Linked DNA regions of Mus musculus: region 2 is linked to region 1. The links are chromatin contacts, called in public HiChIP or PLAC-seq maps. All regions are on one chromosome and are shown on one strand. Each heading gives the region's core, a stretch centred on a gene start, on an enhancer-like site or on the middle of the called end of the contact. The rest is flanking DNA. Distances are from core to core; before and after follow the strand shown. Region 1 has its middle 22 kb from the start of Mex3b. Region 2 holds the start of Tlnrd1 (talin rod domain containing 1).

Region 1 (5,226 bases), core at 1,902-4,401:
TACAAAGACTGCTGGTGTGCACCACCCTTCCTGGTGTATGCAGGGCTCACCTTGAACCCAGGGCTTCCTGGATGCTAAACACCCCACTTGCTGAGTTACACCCCTACTCCTAGGTTTATTTATTTAGTTTAGTCCTTTTTTTTTCAGTTTAGTCTCTGTTTAGTTTGTGTTCCTATTGACAAATGCCTAAGCTTATTTCCAAACTTAATTTTGGAAAAGATTAAATAAATAACTTTCAGAAATGTATTCACATTTAGAAAGAGATTATAAACCTACTGGCTCTTAGTATTAATGTGTGTGACAACCAATAATAGGCAGTCTTAGTTAATCTTTCTAATTGTACATTGGTTTATTGAAATGCTGATGAGGTTGTCAGACTCAGGGGAAAGCTGGAAATCCTGTTTCAGCTACACACATGCACATACACCCACATCATTTTGAAATAAACAAGCATATTGAAGCTCTTTTCATGATATTCAATTCTCCTTCATAGGCCTGTGTCATGTTTGCCCCTAAATACATAATTTGCCTAAAGACATGGAGACAGACCTCACTGCATCTAATTGAGATAAATAGAAAACAAATCCTTTCAATTTATTTATAGTCCTATATATATGACCAAGTCTTCAGCTTGGAGAATCCAGTCCACTGTGGACAGTTATGGACACACAGTCATTTATGGACACACAGTCATTTATGGGGTTCATTATACTTAGGATGTGTGTGTGTGTGTGTGTGTGTGTGTGTGTGTGTGTGTGTAATCACAATGCTGCGATGGGAGGTAGAAAGTGTGTAGGCTAGCTAGCCTGTTGAACAACAAAAGACCTTGTCACAAATAAGGTGGAAGGTGAGGAGGGACCGTCAAGGCTGTCCTTTGACTTCCACTTAAGCACCATGGCTCACATGCACTTGAACTTACATATGAGAATATGTACAAACATCACAAACACACAGGAACGTTAAAAAGTAAACAAACAACCCTTTGTGAGGGTCTTCTGTGTAACCATTCCCATCCTTCCAAAGACGGCCATCCCTGACTCTGGTGTCCTTCATTTCTGATGGCCTTGGTAAACGGTGGCTGTACTGGGCCTACCATGGAACACAATTCTCTGGTGGAAGTCCCAGTCTTATTTAATATATGCACCTCTATGTATTCACTTCCCTGAGCCCTTTCTCTTCTTCCTCTGCTGTTTGTCAGAGGAACTCAGGTGTGTGCTCTGCATGAGCCGTCACTTCCTGTAAGTTTCTAAAAAGCCCCACAACAGCAGGAGAGTGCTGAGGGAAATGTCCCCACTGTGACATTCTTCCCAGGAAAACACCTGTGCAATATTTTGTAATTTGGCAGCCACTTTGCACCAGTGAGTGTGCCCATGGTGGAAATAAAAATTCTTTCTGGCTGGCCAATGGGTCATCCAGTTCACTGGAGCACTCTAAGTAAGTGCTGGGTTTGTTTGGAGTCCATAAGAACTGTAAGTCAAGGTAGAATAAGACACGCAAACTATTTCTTGGAGAAAAGCCATGTGGAGGAGCAAGAAAAAAAGATTCAGAAGCAGGTGGGAAGCTGGCAGACTGCAGCCTTATTGACACTTTCGAACAGAGGGAGGGAAAGAGCTCTGGTGGAGGTCAGAGTGCCTGGCCCATCTACCTCACCCGGGCTTATGTACAACCTGGACACAGCCTGAGGAGAGAGTGGGCTCAATATGAGTGATGTAGAAGATATCAAAAGTATGGTAACTGGATGCTGAATGTAAATGAGGACACGAGTTTTCCTAGGTGTGGTTGAGGAGAAGGGCTTTATTGTAGATAAAAGGAAGAGTTTGGCCAGAGGCATCTAGAAGGGTCCAGGCTGAACACAGCCAGCAGCATAGCCTGGGCCATGAGAGGAGAAGGGGGTGGAGAGAGAAAGAGAGATGGTGAGGGAAAGGGGGGGCACAGAGACAGAGACAGAAACAGAGACATAGACAGAGGAAGAAAAGAGAAAGAAGAGAAGGCAAGAGGACCAAGAAAGGAGCCAAAAACCAAGAGAAGAACCAAGAGACTAAAGGAGAGAAAACATGGAGACAAGGAGACAAAAGAGAGAACAAGGAGAGAAAAATGAATAAAGCACATGGCCAAAATGGCTGTTTTTATCCAAGAATCAGAAGCTGGGGGAAGGGAAGTGATACCTGGCCTTTGAGCTGGAGAGGTTTAGGAAGGGGGGCAAGTGAGAAGTGCTGGGAGGAGCCATAGACACTGAGTGAGACTTGTCCCAGGTTCCTTTGGGACCTGGTGGATGTCACTAGCATTAATACTTGTCATAGAGCTATGTACCAATGACCATCTTAAAGCAAAAATGCTGGGATGGTGTAGAAGATCTTGAGCTTCAGAGATGACACTGAAGTTAACAGAACATTACAGTTATCAGTGGCTGTCATGTCTATGGAGAAGATTAATGGAGCTAGTAACACTCTCTAGCAGAAGTGGAAAGGGCTCATGAACCTCTCCTGACCATCACCTGACCATCACCTGACCATCTCCTGACCATCACCTGACTATCACCTGACCATCACCTGACCCTTCAGCCACCATGCTCCACTGTCTCTGCCTCTCCTGGCTGCAAGTAGTTTGTGTGTGTGTATGTGTGCGTGCATGTGTACGTACCTGGGCATGTGTGTTTGCTGATAATGTATAAGAGGAAGAGGGTTGACTTGGAGTTTCTGAAGGAGAGGCCTCATGACTCAGTTCCCCGAGACCCATCTCTTAATGCCAGCATGCCTCGTCTTTTCCTACCAGTGGAGTTCATTCAGAAGTAAAGAGAAAGTACAAATTTGATATACTGCAAGGAAGCAGCAGACTCTGAGAGACTGCTCAAGAGCCACTACCACGTTAGTGACTTCAGAATCCCCAATCTGAACTCTGGAGGGACACAGCACTTCCAGAGCTTCCAGCCACTTTAAATTCCTATCTGTATTGGGAAAGACCATCTGCATTCTCTCCACTCAAACAAACACTGATCTTACCAGGAGCTTTCACAAATACCCAGAAATAGCATTTAATCGGTGTACCATGTGTCCCAGGCAAGTTGACAGATACAGGAGGACACTGGGAAGGGGCTGGACCCTCAGAGAAGGGCACAAAAGAAGTATGATGGGGTGGTGAGGAGGCCTTCCAGAGATGCTTCGCTGGGCCTCGTTCATGTGTGTCCATGCAAGAGCACATTGCATAGTACACCGTAGGCAATTACCATAGCTGTGAGGTTTTACTGAGATGTCTCCCATAGGTCTGGGGCACCCTTGGTCCCAGCTGGTACCTGTTTGGGGAATGGTTAGGAAGTTTGGTCTCGGAGGAGTTGTGTCACAGGGTTTGGTGGGGAGACTTCGAGGTTTGAAGGCTTTCATCATTCCTAGTTTGCTTCTTTGCTTCCTGTTTGTGGTTTGATGTGTGAGCTCTCAGCAGCTGCTCCGGCTAACAGGCCCGATGCTTACTGTTGTGCTGCCGCTGTTCTGCCATGATGGATTCTTAACCCCTGGGAACCGTGAGCCCAATCAAATGCTTCCTTTTTTATGTTGCCCTGTTCATGGTGTTTCATCACAGCAATTGGAAGGTAGCTAGCTGGATGTGGAGGCTCACACCTTTAATCCCAGCATTTGGGAGGTAGAGGCAGGTGGTGGATCTCTGTGAATTCAAGGCTGGCCTCATCTACAGAGCAAATTCCAGAAAAGCCAGAACAATGTAGGGAGACCCTGTCTCAAAAAGCAAGCAAGCAAGCAAGCAAGCAAGCAAGCAAGCAAGCAAGCAAGCAAGCAAGCAAGCAAGCAAGGAAACAAACAAAGGGAACTAATAGAATAATCTTGCAATGCTGGGTGCTTCTGTGAGTGCAAGAAGAGACTCTGAATTAGCAGAGTCTAGGTTATCCTGGGTCTGTTAAGTCAGTCTGCTCACAGCAGCCAAGAGCACACCACAAAGTAGGAGGAGGAGCCACTATCTACTGGCTCAAGCCCTAATCTCTGCTGATTAGATTCTAAGACCTGGATTCTCCTTATCAGCTCTCTCTTGCAGGCAAGAGAGATAGAAAGAGAAGAACCTGGCACCAAAGAATGAAATGAGGAAATAGGATCAGAGCTGAGAATTTAAAGATGTGATTGTGACCTTAAACAAAGTGTCAGATAAGAAGGAAAGGCAGCAGCCCCAGTCTCCTTAGGAGAGAGGCCATCAGGGCTGATGAGCCTCATTCTTCTGCCCCACACCAGGCCAGTGTCTCACTGTGGAGCCCTGGAGTTTACTAAGTAGATAAGACTGGCTTTAAACTCGAAGAGATTTGCCTGCCTTTTCCTCCTAAGGTCTGGGATTAAAGCTATATGCCACAATTGCTGGCAAGGGAGCCTCTCTTTTTAGGGGAGGGGAGGTTTATTTTAGCTTGCAGCTTACAGTCAATCCTTGAGGGAAGCCAGGAAAGAAACGCAAAGCAGGCACCTGGAGGCAGTAACTGAAACAGAGTCTGCAGGGATACTCCTACTGGCTTGCTACCTATTGCTTGGTCAACCACTTATCCATTGTAGGATTACCTGCCCAGGGGTGGCATGGCCCTCAGTGGGCCGGGCCCTCCCACATCGATCATGTATGAAAAAAATGCCCCTCAGACACATGCACAGAGATACCCACAGGCCAATCTGATGGAGACAACTCCTCCATTGAGTGCTGGGATTCTCTTAAGTGTGAAGTCTGATATGGATTGTATGGCCCAATGAAACTCCCACAAGGTTCCAAGAAAATCAGAAAATAATGGACAAGAGGATTATGGGATGTATGCTCCCCCATCCCGCAATACCTCTCCTGGGCATATATCCAGAAGATGTTCCAACCGGCAAGAAGGACACATGCTCCACTATGTTCATAGCAGCCTTATTTATAATAGCCAGAAGCTGGAAAGAACCCAGATGCCCCTCAACAGAGGAATGGATACAGAAAATGTGGTACATTTACACAATGGAATACTACTCAGCTATTAAAAAGAATGAATTTATGAAATTCCTAGGCAAATGGATGGACCTGGAGGGCATCATCCTGAGTGAGGTAACCCAATCACAAAAGAACTCGCACAATATGTACTCATTGATAAGTGGATATTAGCCCAGAAACTTAGAATACCCAAGATATAAGATACAATTTGCTAAACGCATGAAACTCAAGAAGAACGAAGACCAAAGTGTGGACACTTTGCCCCTTCTTAGAATTGGGAACAAAACA
Region 2 (5,269 bases), core at 2,396-4,895, 990 kb after region 1:
AACAGTGTCTTCAACAAGCCATAAACTCCCCCTTAAAAAGTCCATCCCAAATTTATTTATCTACAGAAAAGCCAAACTACCTCGACATGATTTCAATCAACAAAATACTCTTTCAATACCCAACCAGCCACTTGAATCAAGGTCATAAAAACAAGCCCTCCACTGACAAGCATGCTCTAGAAAGTTCTAAGTCCAGAGGATAGACTCTTTTATCAAACTGCCTAGAACCTTCTATAAAGTCATAGAGATTTCTGGGTTAGGCCTAGCCTCACTGAAGATGCTAAAGGATCAGTTGATACAGTGCTGTTAAGTCCCATGCAAAATTCTGTGAGCTGGCAAGGCAGCACCCCACACAGTATTAGGAAGTACTTTAATCTGAAAATGACAGGCCGAATACAAATCAGATTTCAGTAAGCCTGAACCTATGGCTCATTATAATAGAGAAATGAGTGGAGGACAAAGAGAGCTAGGTTACTTTCCAGAAAAACTAGAGGGAAGAAGACAAAATCCCCACTAACAGTCCTCCCCACTAACAGTCCTCCCCACTAACAGTCCTCCCCACTAACAGTCCTCCCCCACGCACTGCATAGTCCAATCACATTCGATTGCCTTTAAAAATAGATCACATACATTTGTCTTTCTAGGGTGCAAGGATGCTCAGAGGAATAATACCAGAGGGAAAATGGAATTTTAGAGTGGAAATGGTTAGGCACTGGGGATTCACTTGCCAATGGATGTAAACCTTTTTCCCCCCACAGCTCCTTCCCACAGATGGCAGGCGGCATGCACAGTTAGTGAAAAGACAGTAACTGCGAAAAGCCATCTGAGAAACATAACAATTTAATAGATGAAATAAATACTCCAGTACATGCAGGGTAAAAACTTGACATTGGGGGGGGGGGGAAATCACTCTATAGTGTAATTTAAAAAATAAAACACACGCTCACAGTAGCTTTCCCCCCCACTTGCAAATCATATGGCAAAGTCATACTCTTTTTCACACCATGTATACTCTAATTCAACAAAAATAACGACATACAAAAAGGTAGCTACATCCATGTCTAAAGGAGGGAAAACTGAGGTAACCTTTCATTAATTAAAAAGAAGGAAGAAATGAGCCCATGACCTCTTTCCTGCCCAATTGATAACTGAGTTGAGGGGCTCGAGTGTGTAGGGTTAACCCTGCAGCCAGCAGACTACCCATCTTCTCTGTGTCTGAGTCCCTATAGTGGGCTGGTGGACACCCAGGCCCTCTGAGTACTTGATGATTGCATGGCCCTGCCTTCTGGAAAATTCCTCTTGAGCATTTAACATGAGGGAGGGGATCACCTATGGATTCTTTGGTATAAATGGAGAGGGGAGGGGTTAAGTGTCTTCCTTTAGCCTGGGGTGGAAAACAGGTATAGGGGCTGGGGTGGGGGTGGAGCGTGGGGAGTGCTAATTCACAGAATTGGAATTCACTGGCGGTAAAGTCCTGGGTGAAGACCTTTCCCTTAAAGCCTGAGATAGCAGGGTGCAGCCTTCAGACACGGCGCAGGCCGAGTTCCTCAGCCTCTCCCTGTGGTCCGACATCTTGGCGCTCCCATCTGGGTGCTGCGCCAGATCCCTGAGGCACTGGGTCAAGAGCACGCAGGCCGACACCACACTCATGGCACCTCCCAGGATGGCGGTCTGCACCGCCTTGCCCTCAGTGCTCACGGCAGCTGCGCGACCCAGGAATTGAGGCTCGGTGGCAAAGCCCACCAAAGCGCTCACCGCCTGCACCAAGGGCCCACTGAAGAGCGCGCAACGACTGCGGGCCAGCTCGCTGGGTGCCGCCTTCACTTCGCGTACGCATGCTAACAGCGCGGATGCACTTGTGCTCATGCACTTGACGCCCAGCTTGAACTGTTCGCGAGAGAAGCGGTCCCGTGACTTGTCACTGGCCAGGGCGCACGCATCCGTCAGGAACTTGAGGTTTCGAGACAGGCCCTGCGACACCTCCAGCAACAGCTGTGGGGTCATGTCCGCCAGTGGGGTGGCTCGCAGCACAGCACAGCCTTGTTCTACCTCGTGGCGGCAGCGTGTCACACGGTAGCGGTCCACAAGGCCTGGCTGTGCAGGTTGAGCGCCCGGTGTGGCCACGGCTGCCAGGTAGGCCGCATGTGCAGAACACTCGGTCAGCGACACCACCAAGTCGCCCAGTTCCACAAGACTGTCTCCCGCCTCTCCGAAGCGGCCCATGTTGAGCTGGCTCTGCACGTCGTGGGTGAGGATGGACAGCCCCTTAGTGCGCGCGATGATGGTGTCCCGGCACTGCTCGAAGGACTCCGCACCAGCGCCAGGGGAGGCGGGGCCTTCGAAGAGCACCGGCCGCGCCTCGCTAGACAGCAGCAGCAGGTCGGCCACCAGCTGCATCTTGCCCTTGCAGTGATCACAGATAGATACCAGCCTCTTCCGCGGCTGCGAGCTGGCCCCGCCGACGGCGCTCCCAGGAGCCGGAGAAGCCGCCTCGCCAGTGGGCTTCCCGGCGCTGCCGCTAGCCATCGCGCCCAGGGGGCACTGGCATGCCGCTGGGGAGCCCGCTACCACCGCCGCCGCGACTCAGCTGGCCAGGGCCGCGCTGCCTTCCGCGCACCATCATGCCACCCACCGCGGCGGGCACAGAGATCCGGGTGGCGGCGGCCGGTGGCCGGGCGTCGCAGGGCGGGCCCAAGCCCGCGGCAAGCTCTTCGGGGCGCTGTGTAGCTCGCGGGAACCGTGAGCCGGGGCACGGCAGACTCCTAGTCCGCGCCCCTCTTCACTAGCCTACCAGAAAAGTCCCCGCTGCCGGGCTGTCGCCACCTTCCTGGGCATGGCCGGCCGGGCCGCCGGAGCGGAGAGGGCGGGACGGGGAGGCTGGGAGTTGTCCTTCCTTCCTTCCTTCCTTTGAAATCAAAATCCTCTGCTCCTAGAGGAGCGCGGGCGGCGGCCCCGGCAGGCTTTGCTGTCAGCCGCTGCGCTGCGGCTATCCGGCTCAGCAGCGCACGTGGGCTTCAGGGGCGGCGACCCCGCCAGACGGTACAGGCTGGCGACGGCGGCCGGAGCTGACGCCCGGGGGCGCGCGGCCGCATCTCCTGCTCCGGCTCTTAGGGCGCTGGGCGGCCACTGGGCCGAGGGCGTGGCTGGCTCTGTGGCGGCCGCGCGGAGTCAGTCGGGCGGGAGGCTGCAACGCAGGGTGCTGGGCGGCCGCGCCTTCCCGCCTGGCGGTTCAGAGTGCGCGGCCCGGCGCCGCGGCGGCACGCCCTCCCCTCCTGAATGGCCTGCGGCCGGCGACCGGCTGTCGTGGAGATTCCATCTGTGTTTCCCCGCAGAGCCCGCGGGCCCCGCGCATCCGACGCCCCAGGGTGGTCGGCTCAGAAGGTGAGCGCGGCGTCGCGGAGGCCGACCCGGGCCCGGACTCCTGCCATGTTTGTCAACCAGCAACTTCCGAGCGACCTCCGAGCAACTGAAAGGAAGGGAGGAGACCGCAGGCCAGGGGACACCCGCCTGCCCGCGCACGGTTGCAGTTTTCGCCTCCTGGCGTCCGCCTCGCCCCCGGCTCGCCGCCGCCACCTCGGCCGTAACCTCCCCGGAGCCTATAGGAATCTTTTGTGTGGCGTCACCGCCTTTCGTTTAAATCCCGCTTCCTCCTCTCGCCCTTCCTCCCGCCCCCTCCGCCGATCCCGGATGCTTGCGCGATGCGCTGCTCCTCCCCCGGGAAGCTGGGGGCCGTGGGAGGACGCCGCGCCCAGCCCCGACGCTGCGGCCCTGGGGCCGGTGGTCCCTGCATCCGGAGAGGCTGGGAAGCGTGTGTGGTGGGGAAGGCCCGCCCTCGCTCCGCGCCCAGGCGCTGTGTATACCCTGGGGACACCGGGGCGCAGCCGCTAGTGGCCTTACGTAAGCTCTCAGCATGCCCCAGGACTCGATGCTTCCTCCCTGCCGAGGGAGCTAGTGTAAAAGGTGATCTGTTTTGCTTGCTTGGGGAGGATGCCACTCATTACTCCCGGGATCTCCCCACCGCCTCCGGATTCCAGTCACCTCTGAGATTCGATGACTTTTGCAAGCCCTCCTCCGCCCTTTGTTGTGTTGGACCCTCTCCTGTGGGTGGGTTTCCGTGAAACAGTGAAAAGGAGCTCTGATCACGCTTGAGTCCCCACAGCTTGTTTGACTCAGTGATAGACCCTCCCTGAGGTTGGTCTTACCCCCCCCCCCCCCAGCCGTTTAGGAGTTGTGTGACCTTGGGCAAGTTTTCTCTCCCAAGTTACTGTAGTCAGGTAGTGTATGGTGACCTCGGTTCCAGCTGGCTAGAATTCCAATGTGCCTTGATCAGCAGTTCGCCCTTTCCTGACTCCATCTATATAATGGAATAATAGCAACCATTGTTAAGTAAAGAGCCAGTCTCTGGAGGTAAACACTGTTATCTCTGGGTTACAGGCTGGGAAACTGGTGGCCCAGATGGCTCCCCGCCCTGTAACGAGGAATTAAACGGAGGACCTTGAGCTACTGTACTTTTTATTTATTAATTTAACTGTGCAGACAGGCTTTGAACTTCTGGCGATCCTCCTTCAGGGTCTGTAGTTGGTGATTGTAGGCCTGTGCCATAGGGCTTTGTGGCCAGGTGGACTAAGTGACTCCCTAGGCTCTTAACAACAGCAGTGGCTAAAAGAGAAGGTCCCCTAAACCCACTGGCCACACCCACTCCCTTTCTTTGTGCAGACCTTGTCTGCCAGAAACTCCTGGAACACCTGGGCCTCCTCCCAGTAAAGCACTCTCTCAAGAGCCCTGAAGTCTTCTGCTGGTGCCCAGCACTGCCAGTGTGTGCTCAGCCAATGGAAATGTTTGTTCTTCTGTCTCTTCGTAGGACCTCCACGTCCTACATTTTTAAGCCAGTTATAAGTGTTATTTATAAGTTGGATGGCCTCAAATTTATCGTCCAAACCCCAATAGTTTACAGAATAAATTATGAGTCAAGTTATTAATATAAGTTAATGAGGAACAACCGGTAAAAACCTGGATAGCCGCCCTACTCATAATCAAAAATAATAATTAAAAAAAAATGCCCTTGCAGATGCTTTAGATTTTAGGTGAACCAACTGTCTCTGCAAACTGAAGCCAGTAAAACCAATGGCTCTCTTAACAAGAATTCTATAGGGCTACTTCCTCCCTGGTAACCCAGGAATAGCAGTGAATCCTAAAAAATAGTTTCCTTAACTCTGAGAACCTAAGAGAGGGACCAGTAAGATAGCTCAGCAGGCAAAGGTGCCTGCCA

The links. HiChIP or PLAC-seq counts read pairs in DNA pulled down with a chosen protein or histone mark.
Region 2: a contact with region 1 is called in an H3K27ac HiChIP or PLAC-seq map of large pre-B cells, with 3 times the contacts expected there. The contact joins the promoter of Tlnrd1 here to the enhancer-like site in region 1. A contact is called at or near these places in 1 of 39 promoter capture datasets (embryonic stem cells) and 3 of 115 datasets of contacts at active chromatin or transcription factors (astrocytes, extraembryonic endoderm stem cells and large pre-B cells).

Annotation. Positions count from the first base shown.
Region 1 is chr7:82,887,095-82,892,320 of GRCm38.p6, forward strand. No RefSeq gene overlaps it. Among named protein-coding and RNA genes, the nearest start is that of Mex3b, 22 kb to the left of the region's middle. Within about 2 kb of position 3,152, at least 27 of the 459 cell types and tissues checked have an H3K27ac peak or open chromatin away from gene starts, as enhancers often do.
Region 2 is chr7:83,880,696-83,885,964 of GRCm38.p6, forward strand. Tlnrd1 (talin rod domain containing 1) reads right to left here and starts at 3,646. Exons shown (of 1, transcript NM_030705.4): 1 at 1-3,646. The coding sequence starts at 2,526. The coding sequence ends at 1,438. It also overlaps a transcript of Mesd not described here.